Linked DNA regions of Sus scrofa: region 2 is linked to region 1. Evidence: chromatin contacts called from public Hi-C data. All regions are on one chromosome and are shown on one strand. Each heading gives the region's core, a stretch centred on a gene start, on an enhancer-like site or on the middle of the called end of the contact. The rest is flanking DNA. Distances are from core to core; before and after follow the strand shown.

Evidence for each region. A called contact is a pair of places that touch in the nucleus more often than the background predicts.
Region 2: a Hi-C map of skeletal muscle shows a contact between it and region 1, with 5 times the contacts expected there. The contact joins two enhancer-like sites. A contact is called at or near these places in 1 of 47 Hi-C or Micro-C datasets (skeletal muscle) and 1 of 2 datasets of contacts at active chromatin or transcription factors (skeletal muscle).

The regions. Positions count from the first base shown.
Region 1 is chr8:84,945,578-84,951,750 of Sscrofa11.1, forward strand. The region is part of intron 2 of INPP4B (type II inositol 3,4-bisphosphate 4-phosphatase); the gene reads left to right. Among named protein-coding and RNA genes, the nearest start is that of INPP4B, 140 kb to the left of the region's middle. Within about 2 kb of position 3,189, at least 1 of the 83 cell types and tissues checked has an H3K27ac peak or open chromatin away from gene starts, as enhancers often do. A contact at or near this core is called in skeletal muscle, where this site is marked.
Region 2 is chr8:85,194,548-85,200,662 of Sscrofa11.1, forward strand. It overlaps INPP4B (type II inositol 3,4-bisphosphate 4-phosphatase), which reads left to right. Exons shown (of 30, transcript XM_021100673.1): 6 at 3,646-3,764; 7 at 5,766-5,882. Among named protein-coding and RNA genes, the nearest start is that of INPP4B, 390 kb to the left of the region's middle. Within about 2 kb of position 3,669, at least 45 of the 83 cell types and tissues checked have an H3K27ac peak or open chromatin away from gene starts, as enhancers often do. A contact at or near this core is called in skeletal muscle, where this site is marked.

The DNA.
Region 1 (6,173 bases), core at 1,939-4,438:
TTATCCATTCTATAATATAATAGTTTGCATCTGCTAATCCCAAACTCCCAGTCCATTCCTCCCTTACACCCTTACACCCCTTGGCGACCACAAGTTTGTTCTCTGTATCTGTGGGTCAATTGTTATTTCATAGATAGGTTATTTGTGTCATATTTTAGATTCCACATATGTGATACCATATGGTATTTGTCTTTTTCTGTCTGACTGACTTCACTTAGTATGATAATCTCTAGGTCCATCCATGTTGCTGCAAATGGCATTATTTTATACTTCGTGACCGTGTGAGCATGTGTGTTTGTGGGTATGAATGTGAATTAACATATCCCAGCTCTATAAGCAAGTCTCTTTAGACCATGACCCTGAAAGTACCTAAATGCTAGGTGTGGAGTTTGGGGAAGGGCTCTGGTTATTTGGGAAGTTGAGATAAAATTAAGACTACTGAGGTTGGGGCAGAGCCTTTGGGAATTGGGGCAATTCCGTAATGGACTAGGCATTTTGGGGGACTCAGTTCTCTTAAGGCTTTAACAGATGTGTTGGTTTTCATTTCTCCAGTTTTGTAGCAGTAGCATTATTTTGGAAGGGGAAGCGAGTCACTGGAGGTAGAGTGGTGTGAGCAGAAGCAAATAATTTGTAGCATAGGATGTCTACTAGACTTTGCAAGACATATGTTTGTGGTACATCTATCCCCTCTCTCTGGATATACATTTGTGATACATTTAGCATTGAAAAAATTATGCCACTAGATGTCAGCAGCAACCTCCTAGGGTTCCCGTGGCCTTCATTTGTGATAAAATTGGTACTTTATTAGAACATCTTATCTGAGAATAGTAAGTACTTATTTTGAACATTCAGAATGAAAGTGGATTTTTTTCTGAGATATAAGAAGGAAGATTACAAACATCAAAAACTATTTAAACATTATTTTAAAACTGCTTTTTGTTCACAGGTGACAAGTTACTCTTACTTCCAGTATTCTCTCTACCAGTGAGATGGCATGAAGAAATAGGTGTGAGGCTGAGTAATTTGTCACAAATTGTACCTGATGCCAGAGCTTGACATTTCTGTTTTAATGCTTTATGATTCATTTATGTTGTGATTGCATGACTATTTGTGCTTTGGGCTTGTTTCATGCTGTTTTTGCAGAAGCATTTTTGGAGCAACAGCTTATCAGAAGGTGGTGTGGTATTAATTTTTCAGCACCCACATCTGTGCACTGTTTACTTAGTAATGTCTAAACTTTCCTGGATCAGTGCTCTGTTGTTACAAGCGACTCAGAATATTTTGATAGATGCCAAGGAGCATTATGGGTGTTTGCTCACCAGTTGACAAACAACCTAGAAATATGAAAAAAAAATGCTGTTTTCATGAATTGTGACACATAGAATTGTTTAGTCCCTAAAAGAGCAGGTAAAAGTATCTTAAATTTTTTTTCCAGAAAGTAATAAGAAAATTGTGATATCAGCCAATATTCAGTAGATACTAGTAATGTTTTTTTAAATAATGCAGTTATTATCTGGTCATGTCAGGTTCACATTACCAGAAATATTCAGACTAATCTGTTGGATTTTAGTCATCAGTTGGATCTCACTCTTAGGTGATTGACTATGAGTTTTTAAATGATTAGGAGAAAGGTAAAGTTGTTCCCCTTTCTCTTTTTTCGAAAAATTCTTTCAATGCATTTTTAAAAACACCTTTAAAAATGCCTTAGCAAAAGTTAGAAAAGACTTCCTCTTTTGTTGTTGTTGCACCTGTGGCATGCAGAAATTCCTGGGCTAGGGATCAAATTTGAGTCACAGTAGTGACAATGCTGAATCTTTACCCACTAGGCTACCAGGGAACTCCTAAAATTTCCTTTCCTGAAACCAGTTTTATCAAGGAAAATACTAATGTATATGTTATACCCTTATCACTTTTAAGATTTTTAAAAATTGTTTTAGTGGGTGCAGTGAGCAGACTAACTCAACTAGTACATAGGCTAAAGCAATACTTTCTTTCATATCAAAGTTGTTATATTTGAGAATTATTGTTTTGCTTTCATAAGATTATCAGTAGGTTTTGTATTTTCTGTATCTCTGTTTAGAACTGTTCTTGAAAAAAGAGTTAACCGGAGTTCCCATTGTGGCTCAGTGGTTAGTGAATCTGACTAGGAACCATGAGTTTGCGGGTTTGATCCCTGGCCTCACTCAGTGGATTAAGGATCTGGCATTGCTGTGGCTCTGGCATAAGCAGGCAGTGCAGCTCCCATTAGACCCCTAGCCTGGGAATCTCCATATGCTGCAGGTGCGGCCCTAAAAAGACAAAAAGACAAAAAAAAAAAAAAAAAGAGTTAACCAAGATTTTCTCCACGACTGTGATTGTTATTCTTTAATTATGTTAGTAGGTGATGAGGCAAACATTTGAAATCATGCTGCCATTACTTGGCCCATGTAATTTCCTGGCGCAGAGCAGATGCAGTGAGTAAGTGTGTTAATAAATGGAAGGTGTATTATTAGCCAGATGTTCAGTTAAGGCACTCCTGGCATTGAAGTTGGTGTGGAAGCACACAGCTTGCTAGCTCTGGAACAGCCATCCCATGTTTCCAGTACTTAACCCTCCAGAATAAGGTCAAGGCTGGTATGTGACCAGGGCACCTGTCCTCAGCCTGTGACTTTCTTCATCATTTGCAAATAGTTCAATGACACAGATGTATGTGAAGTATTTTGAGTTCGAGATGCTGCCAGTTTCAAACAAACTGTTTTAGCTCCACATTAAGAAACTACCTCCCACTTCCATATGCACCAGCGCGTTTCTCCTCAACATGTTCATTTGCCTGTGCGTTGATGCGGATTAAATTATACAGAGGGTCAAGTTCCCTTTGGGCGGTTCCAGACATCTGAACAACTCAGCCTGACATTCAATGACCACTTTGCTGCTGCTACTGCCGCTACTGCTGCTGCTGCTGCTGCATCCCGGATCCTTCCAACCTCATTTCCATCTGATTTCTCAGCCAGGAGTGACTTCAGAGCCCATACAACCTGGTTGATCCCCATGCCTGTGTGATTGACTTATCCCTACTTTGATGACTTGGCATTTACTGTTACTTCTCCCCTCCATTACTTCCTTATTCTTCATTTCAGAGAGCAGGATGTAGCAGGGACATTTCTCAGGAGCCAGATGGCCTGCATTCAAATCCCAGATTGCTGATTTATTATTAGCTTTTTGCCACCTGACCTTATGCAGGCTACTTCACCCATGGGATCTCATACTGCTGTCTTCTACAAAACTGTTAAAGAAATAGACTTAAATAATTAAGTGAGTTAGTAGTAACTTAGGATATTAACATTAACTTAAAATAGATACTGGCATATAGTTGGTGCTTAATTAACTATTAATTTCATTAAGGAAGTCTCAAACTTCACTTCCATAAAATTTAGTTTCAGCACACTTAGCATTCTTCATACAATGATTATTAACCTCATTGATCTGTATTTGCAGCTCTGCCTGTCCACCCTGCCAGTGCTTTTATATTTGACAGTCTACACAACTTGGTATACTATTGTCCACTTCAATAAAGTAAGAGAATAATACTTACCACAGGGTTATTCTGAAGGCAAAATTGGAGAACGAGGGTTATGACAAGATTGGTCATAACTATAATTTCATCCTGCTTTTGTTATGTATAAGAAATGGAACTAGGAGGCTTACTTACCTTGAGTGATCACATAACACTGTACATGTGTTTGGCGGGTGATGGCTGAGGAGGTGATGAATTCACCTTTAGAATTATTGAGGATGGCGAGATGGCAAAACGAAATCAAACAGGAATGGAAATATGGAACTGAGTTCAAAAGAGAAGTTACTACCTGAGATGGAGTTTGGAAAGTTATGGAATTTGCCTGAAGCTTTCTAAGAGGATGAACAACTCGTCTGAGGGAGTACAGACAGGGAAGGTTGTTCATGAAAGAATGCCACCCCGCATACACTCACCACACACACACACATACACACACACACTCACTGATGAGAGGAGTGAAGCTCATGATCATGTGCTTCTCCAGTTTTTGTAAAGATAAGGTGTATAATAATGTTTTCTTGGAGTTAATGCATTAAAATCCCACAGTTGAAAATAGCCTCAGACATAAAATTATTATGTCTGAAAATACTAGGACAGATAAAATTACTCTTGTTCCAACTTATTTTTTTAGGGCTGCACCTGCAGCATGTGGAAGTTCCTAAGCTAGGGATCCAATAGGAGCTACAGCTGCCAGCCTACACCACAGGCACAACAGTGCCAGATGCCACAGACTGGAGCTGTATCTGGGACCTACACCGCAGCTTGCAGCAACACCAGATCCCCAACCCACTGAGCAAGGCCAGGGATCGAACCCGCATCCTCAAGGATGCTAGTTGGGTTCTTAACCTGCTGAGCCACAACGGGAACTCCCTCTCTTGTCCCAACTTTTGAACTGATATAAATATCGCTAACAATGACAATTAATCATTTGATTAGAATGTTACTGTCTATTTTTCCTGAAAGAAGTTGGATGTTTGATCCAATTGGTGATACGGTAGCTGGGCGTAGATCAGATATTGATAGATCTTTGTACAGGATGTGTGAAGGGCTTGGAGATCATGATCGTGGAGCTCGTTTTTACTGCATTGGCAATAAACAACTCATTTTCCATTCTTAGGCTATGCTTAGCTTTTGAGGCTTGTTCTTACTAACTCGTTAAAATTATTAAAAACGTGGTAGATTGGTATTCTGTGTAAACTCTCACAAAACTTGTGGTAGACATCTCATTTTCTTCAGGAAGCTGGGAAACACATTCATTCTATGTGGTACTGGCAAATTATGGATAATAATAGAAACTATTTATTGACTGCTTATTTGATGCCGGGCACTGTTCTAAACACAGTGCGGAGCATTAGGGCCTGCTCTTATCTCTGTTTCAGTTTTGTCCTTCATACTGTGGAATAAACACCCAGTGAGCAAAGCTCATTGGCACAAGTCTGAAGATTGTCTGGGAGGTTTACGCGGCTCCTAGCTGGGTTCATTCAGGCCTCTGCAGGCAGCTGGAAACTCAGCCGTGGGCTCGTTTTGCTGATCTTGGCTGGGTTCTTTCATGTCTCTGTGATCTTGGCCAGGACAAACTGGCCGGTTTGGCTTTGCTGTATATGATCTCTGTTCCCTTAAGAGTCTAAACTGAGCTTGTCCTTCTAGTGGTATCAGAGCTCTGAGAGAAAAAGAGCAGAAATGCTAAAGAGTCAGAATGAACACAGAACCATTTCTCTTGGCCAGCTTGGAATAAGGAGATGGGAAAATAGACTCCACCACTGGATAAAAGGAGTCAACAAAATCACATTGCAGTTGGCTGGTTACAGGAGAGTGGAGAATCGGGGTCGTTTTTACCATCCATTTACCAGAATATCCATTCCAAATGTAGGAAAACTGAAATGCAGTGAGGTTAAATAACTTACTGCTGGGGTGGACTTGAGACCTTCAGCTGGCCTATTAGGGAACATCATTTCCCAGGACCCAAGACCCAGTGATTGAACAGGAGTAAATAAATTAATCTCAGCCCTTCCATGAAATTTGTTATGCAAGAGAAAGTGTCTTCCTTAAGTGTCAAAAATTATCAAGATGTTGACTTAGAGTTGCCAATAATCTTTCCTTCTGTCATTTGGAGAGGATAATGAGCCAGTTGAGGGGAAAAGGGAAAGACAGACAGACAGACAGACACACACACACACACACACACACACACACACACACACAGACAAGAAACAGAGAAGAATAAGTGAGTATCAGAAAGATGCAATTGTATTATTTGAGCCAATTGATCCAGCTGTGCTTGAAACTTTAAGCTTACTGGTTTCTTAATACATTTCTATTTTGTTATCAGTTTGGTCTGACCAAGGTTTCTATCCTTGGACGCCTAAACTAGTTTATCTATCAGTGATGGATTATTTTTCAAAAATGGCTGTAGCAATGTATCTAGTCTGCATGTTCCTCCCGAACCTCCTTGGCTCTCCCTACCAAGAAGTGAAGACTACTTTCCTTCCTCTTGAACTTGAGTGGCTTCGAGTCTGCCCTGATGACATAGCAGTACTGCAGAAGTGATGCTGTGGGATTCCCAAGGCAAGGTCGTATGGAGTAGACAGAATCCTCCTGACCTTCATTCTTCCTGGACCCT
Region 2 (6,115 bases), core at 2,419-4,918, 250 kb after region 1:
TTTGAAAAATTACTCATTTTTTTTTCATTTTTCCTTTTTTCATTAAAAAGTAGTCAATTCAGTGGACACAAACACATTTGAATCCCAACCCACCAATATCTTGTATGTTTAACCTCCACTGGGCTCTGAAAATTCTTTTAAGTCACCGAGTCTAAAACAAAGCCAGTAAAAAGGCAGAAATAAAAGTAAAAATCTACTGATGAATGCATGATTGCAAAGAGTCATTCCTCTGTTACTACCCATGTGAGTCAAGAACTTTTAATTAAACACGACAATCAAAGCAAAACCTGGAAGCATTTTTATTTTTATTTTATTTCATTTTTTTTAGTCCTATGAGTTGAGGAAGGCCATTTACCCAGGTCACTCCCTCCTAGAGTGGCTTCATGTGGGGTAATGACAGTGCATACATTTGACTTGGAAGACCAACAGGACATACTTCCATTTCTGACAACAAGTTTTCAGGTTTCTTTAGCGGCTGTGGAAAAGTTCCTGTGCAGGTTAGACTTGATGGTGATCCAAATGAGTGATGTCTCCCTGAGCAATCCAGTCACTCATGATTTATCACCTCTCCAGTGGGATGGTTTCAGTATGTATAGATCCAGAGTGTGTATGGGTTTCACCTTATGAAATGCGATGACTCATGTCCTGGTTGGGCATTTCCAAAGAAATATTGAAGCTAGTGACCACTTTTAAGGAGCTGTCTGACTACATGACTAAGTCAATAAAAACCATTTTACAGAAGAATAAAACACTATTGGTAAGTGTTGGCATCGCTATTGGTAAATATTAGTATAATGATATTAGTAACTTTTATTTTACCTGGAAAAATCCTTTCATAAAAAGTATTTGATTTCTTTAAAACTTTTTGTTGAAGTAGAGTTGATTTACAATATTGTGTTAGTTTCAAGTGTATAGCATAGCAATTTAGTGTATGTGTGTGTGTGTGTGTGTGTGTATCTTCAGAATCTCTCCCCTTATAGATTATTACAAAATATTTAGTGGAGTTGCCTGTGCTAAACAGTAGGTCCTTGTTGGGACTAACATATATATGTTATGTTATCCCAACTTCCTAATTAATATGTATATATTAATCCCAATCTCCTAATTTATCCCCTATTATCTTCCTTACCTCCCCCTGAGGAATAGGTAAATAGATGAAGAAATCAAGTTTGACAATGTCACATAAGTAGAAAATGGTGAATCGGGGAATACAGCTCAGGGATTCTGACTGATGTCAGGGTCTTTCCCTAAGGTCTTGCTACGTAAAATTAGGGAATAATAAAGTATCTGAGTTGTTGGGCAGAAAAGAGATCTGGGCAGCCTAAGACATGACTTTAGTTGTTGTTGTTTTCTTTGCCTCTTTTTAGATCTAGACTATAAAGAAATAGATAATGCCATTATGGTTGTTTTTACTTCATCAGTACTGGTGGATCTGCAAATGCAGTTGGACAGAACATTTGAGTTTAATGGAGATTTTCTGTTTTTATTAGAACTGAGTCTTAGAGGTTCTCTGATAAAATGAAGAAACAGCTGCTCACTTCTGAGAAACAACCACAGCCCACAATCAAGCCTGATAAGAAATAAGAAAAGAAGTAACTTATTTTGAGCAAATGTGTCATAAGTTAGTAAGGTAAAAATGAAGCTATCAGCAGAAAGTAGACAACGATGCATGTGTTTGAAACAAATTGACTCCAACTTCAAAATCTAAGGACAGATATATGTCAATATCAGTGAACGGAGGGAGAGCTGTATACTGTGACGAGAAAGCCAAGAGAATGAGTGATAAAATTAAACATTCATTAGGCAAGTGGAGGAAATGATCAAAATAACCACCAAAGAACAGTAAAGACTAAATCTTTTTTTTCCCCCTTCCGGTGATACCTTGGTATTATCAAAACCTTGCATCAGTATTTTCTAAAATTGTAGATCCCTTGGGTTAGACAATAAAGAATTATGGCAATGGGTCTTCTAAAGAGAGGCGTCCTTGTGCAGGAGAGGAATTTAGTATGCCAAGAAAAGAAATGGAGCTGCTGGAATATGATGCAAGAAAACTACCAGAGAGTTCTAGTAATATAAATGTGACCACTTAATATTTCTAAGCCTCTAGTTCTTAGTATGTCAAATCAAAATAGTAATTCAAAGCTCCATTTTGAGAAATAAAGAAATAATTGGCAAACAGCCTCAAAAATAATGATGGCTAAAAAAGTTATTTTTTTCATGCATGCTTTCCTGTATGGTTAGAGACATGTGGTTTAAATAAGGAAAATTTGTAGCAAAATATATAGGCATAAAAGGATCTCAAGGTCTATCAAGAAGTTAAATAATTTGCCCAGCATCACTTAACTGGTAGAACCAGCTGAAAATCAGGCCTGTTCCATTCCAAAACTCCTGCTTTTGCCTTTATCCTATTCTGCTTCTACGAATGAGCTGATTTGTAAGGATGGAAAGGTGATAATTACACTTATAATATTCTTTGCTTTCAAGTCTTAGGTTTAAGCCATAGTATCTCCGTCCTAGGAGATGAAGGCCCTGTGCAGGGCTACAGAGCCACAGTGTAGCTTAAATACATGGGTCCTTCTGTCCCTTTCTGCGCTGGTCAGATGTGTGAGATGTGGATGGTCTAAAGCCAGGCACACTCCCACTTTGAACCCAGGATCCTGGGCTACTTCTCAGTACCCCTGTCCCAGCCTCCACCTGTCCCCAACCACCAGCTCTGCTTAACTGATCCCTGGTGAGGACTCTTTGCATTATCCTTAGCAATCCAAATGCAGGTTGTAAAATTACCATTTCAAAGCCAGATGGGGAAACACAGGGGGAGGAGACCTTAGACTGGCAGTAAAGAAATTTTTTTTTTTTTTAATTTTTCTTCCCCAAATGGTGGGAATGATGTGTGGAAGGAGAAAATATTCAAGTAAATTTGGTATGGTGAGGAGAGTCTGTAATATGAGCCTGGTATCACAAGGGAAAGTTCTTACTTTTGCGGCCCCTGGTCAAGAATTAACCCATCCTTTCCCCACATTTCTGCCTCTGGACTTGGCAGGGATCCCCGACAGGAACGACGGACAACCCCTTTAACCTCCCCCCACCCCACCCGCCCCTAGCCTGGGGCTTGTGTGCTGCTGTGATAGGGCAGCCTCTCTTTCCTGTGTCTGTCCCCGTGTAGGACAGTAGGAGGTCAGCTCTAGCGAACAGATAGATAAGGACCAAGTTTGTGGGTTCCAACATCTGAACTAATGCAGCCAGGGTGCACTGGGAGCAGCTGTAAAGTTTCCCGGATGTGGCCCAACGTCGTAGACTTAGTCTAGGAGAGTGAATTAAAGCCTAGGGTTTAAAGACTAATTAAAGCCACTCAAGACCCTGAGCTGTGTGTGCACAGTTCCACGTTAGAGCTGGGATCCCAGAGCAGTCGAGACTTGCAAGAACTGCACATGTGGTCAGTGGAAATGAATTTTCAATTCAGCTCGGCAGCACGTGACTTCCTATTTCTGTAAGGTACTTCCAAGGGACTTCCTCTGTAAACTCAGCCCCCGTCCCAGAAGATTTAATTCCTCGCCGCGGCTAAGTTGACTTCCACCCTGGGACAGACGCTTTCCCCTGAGATACAGGGTTAGTTTCTCCTGTTTCTCTTTCCTTTGCCATTGCCAGCTTGCAAGGATCTTGTGGCTCCCGTCCGTGATCGGAAGCTGAATACCCTGGTGCAGATCGCAGTTGTTCACCCCGCCGAGCAGAGTCTGACAAGATACTCCTGCACGGAAATTGTGGAGGTGAGTGTGCTGCGCCTGCCTTCCTCTCGCTATCTCTCAGTCGCTCTCTGGATTTGAGCAAACAGCCGAAATAAGTTAGATCATAGCCTGCAGCTCTGCTGGGCTGCTACCCTCTGTCCTTTCGGAAAGCTTACCTGAGGTTACTAAGCACGCCTTTGTAATTTACCAGAATAAACAAATGGGGGGGCGGAATTTGCTTTTTTTTAAAAAAGACCTACTTTTCTTTAGAAAAGAGAAAGAAAACCACACTTTGAATCTTTGAATAGAGTACCAAAATTTGTGCGGGAAGCACAAATTTTACATTTTAAAGTAAATGGAATGAATATTTCTTTTGGGGGGGAGGAGTTTTAAAGTACCCAGAGAGGTTTTAAACCTAAGTGTTTTTCCCTTTTCATTTTTGTCCTCTATTCTTCAGACTGTGAGGAAACTTCATATTCTCTGCTGGCTGTGGCTGTCTTTTTAAAAGTATGATGTTTTATGAAGAAAGGTAGATGATTAAACACTGTAATATTCCTAGGCAAAAGGTGTAAATATTACTCATGGATGGGAAATTTCCTATTTACATTTATTGTAACTTATATAATCCTCAAAATGTGTCAGGAGGAAACTTGTTATTGTGTTGGATCAGATTCAAAAGAGGAAGTGTTTCCCTTTTGATTATTTTGTTCTCATCACACATAGTTCACAGCCTTAGTGACTGAGAGATAATTATTTAAACATCTGAGACTAAAGAAAGTGTCCTCTGAACTCCTCAAGCTTTGCTTTTCTTAGATTCGGGGGCCCTGCGTGTTTTACAAGAGGAGTTCCTCTGTAAGAGCCTAAGTTGCCTCCCCCAGACCTGGCTTGCTCAGTGCTGTTGGGGGAATAAATGATTCACACTAAACTCCACTCACTTCTCTAATGGGAATGGCCCAGATCCTGCACGTAGCCTTGAATCTGCCCTTGGGAAACTTGAGGTTCTAATGCTGGTACAGTTTGTAGTTAATAAACAAAAATAGTGGTATTCAATCATTGAAAGAACACTAAAATTGTAACATTGTTCATGTATGTGAAAAATATTTTCAAGCATTATTCCAGCTTAATTTGTTAAAGTATTGACAAAACTTAAAAGGAATGATCTCTTCTGACACATTTATTTGAATATATACAGCTGTCCTTGACTCTTTCATTCACTGCCTGTTCCAAAATGTCTAACACACAGTACCAAACAAAAAGTGGTATTTGTTGAGTGAAAGGAAGAAAGCAAGGAATACGTGAATAACTTGAGCTTCCATAGACAAGTTTACAGACCTCTAGCAAACATCTCTATGATATTCAGCAACATACATATTTAAACATAGAAATAAAATTTAATGTTGGATGTCAGCTCCCTAAAAATGAATTCTGCGGCCTGGAAACACCCTGTGCACTGCATGCTGAGCTAGTCATTTCATAGCCCCAAATCCATCATCTTTAGTTTCTTCCATTAGTTTTCAAATCAGTCTAAGGGGAAAAAACAACAACAACAAAAAAACACAGCTCAACATCTAAAAACAAATGAACGCTATCAGAGCATCACTTTCCATTGAATCATTGCATACAGGAAATAAATGGACAGCGTAAGATTACCAAATGGTTCTTGATAAGAAAATAGCTTCCTTTTAATTTGATCAGTCACAATCTTAGGTTATTTGCATAAATCACAAGTTATGTCCATTGAATATATGCTACATGCACTGACAATTGACCCTAAGGAAGGGTTCAGCATATAGTGAAAATAAATTGTTTTTCAGGATATTTTAGCAGCTCTGACAATGATGCAGCTCTGTCAGTACTTTGGGGCCCAGGGCCAAGTGGTTCCCCATGCGCATCATTTGGCAATTCAGATCTCTCTTCTAATACAACTATTTCCTAGAAAAACAAACAGACCCAGACACTTTCTGCATTCTCCTGTGTCACCGCATGCTGTCGACTGCAGTTGCTGCCTTATTGAATCAAAGTTGTCTGCTTGTGCTGTTACAGGGAACAAGAGACCCACTGTTCTTGACTGGTGTCACATTCCCATCTGAGTATCCCATCTATGAGGAGACCAAAATAAAACTAACAGTCTATGATGTCAAGGATAAGTCTCATGACACCGTAAGTACTTGTACTTTTTGGGAAAAGAAATGTGCTTTTCCCTTTTTTGGGTTTTCGATCTAACTGACGTTTTTTTCAAAGAGGGTCTTTGTACTGTGTTTATGCTAGTCTTATGTTTATGGTTTGCTGGGATTTTTTTTTTCCCCTCAGACTCATTTGGCTTAGTGCCACATTGGCAATTGGTGAGCAGCAGCAAAAGCTTTTCAGAATGGGTTTTCCTCCTTTTCGGGAAG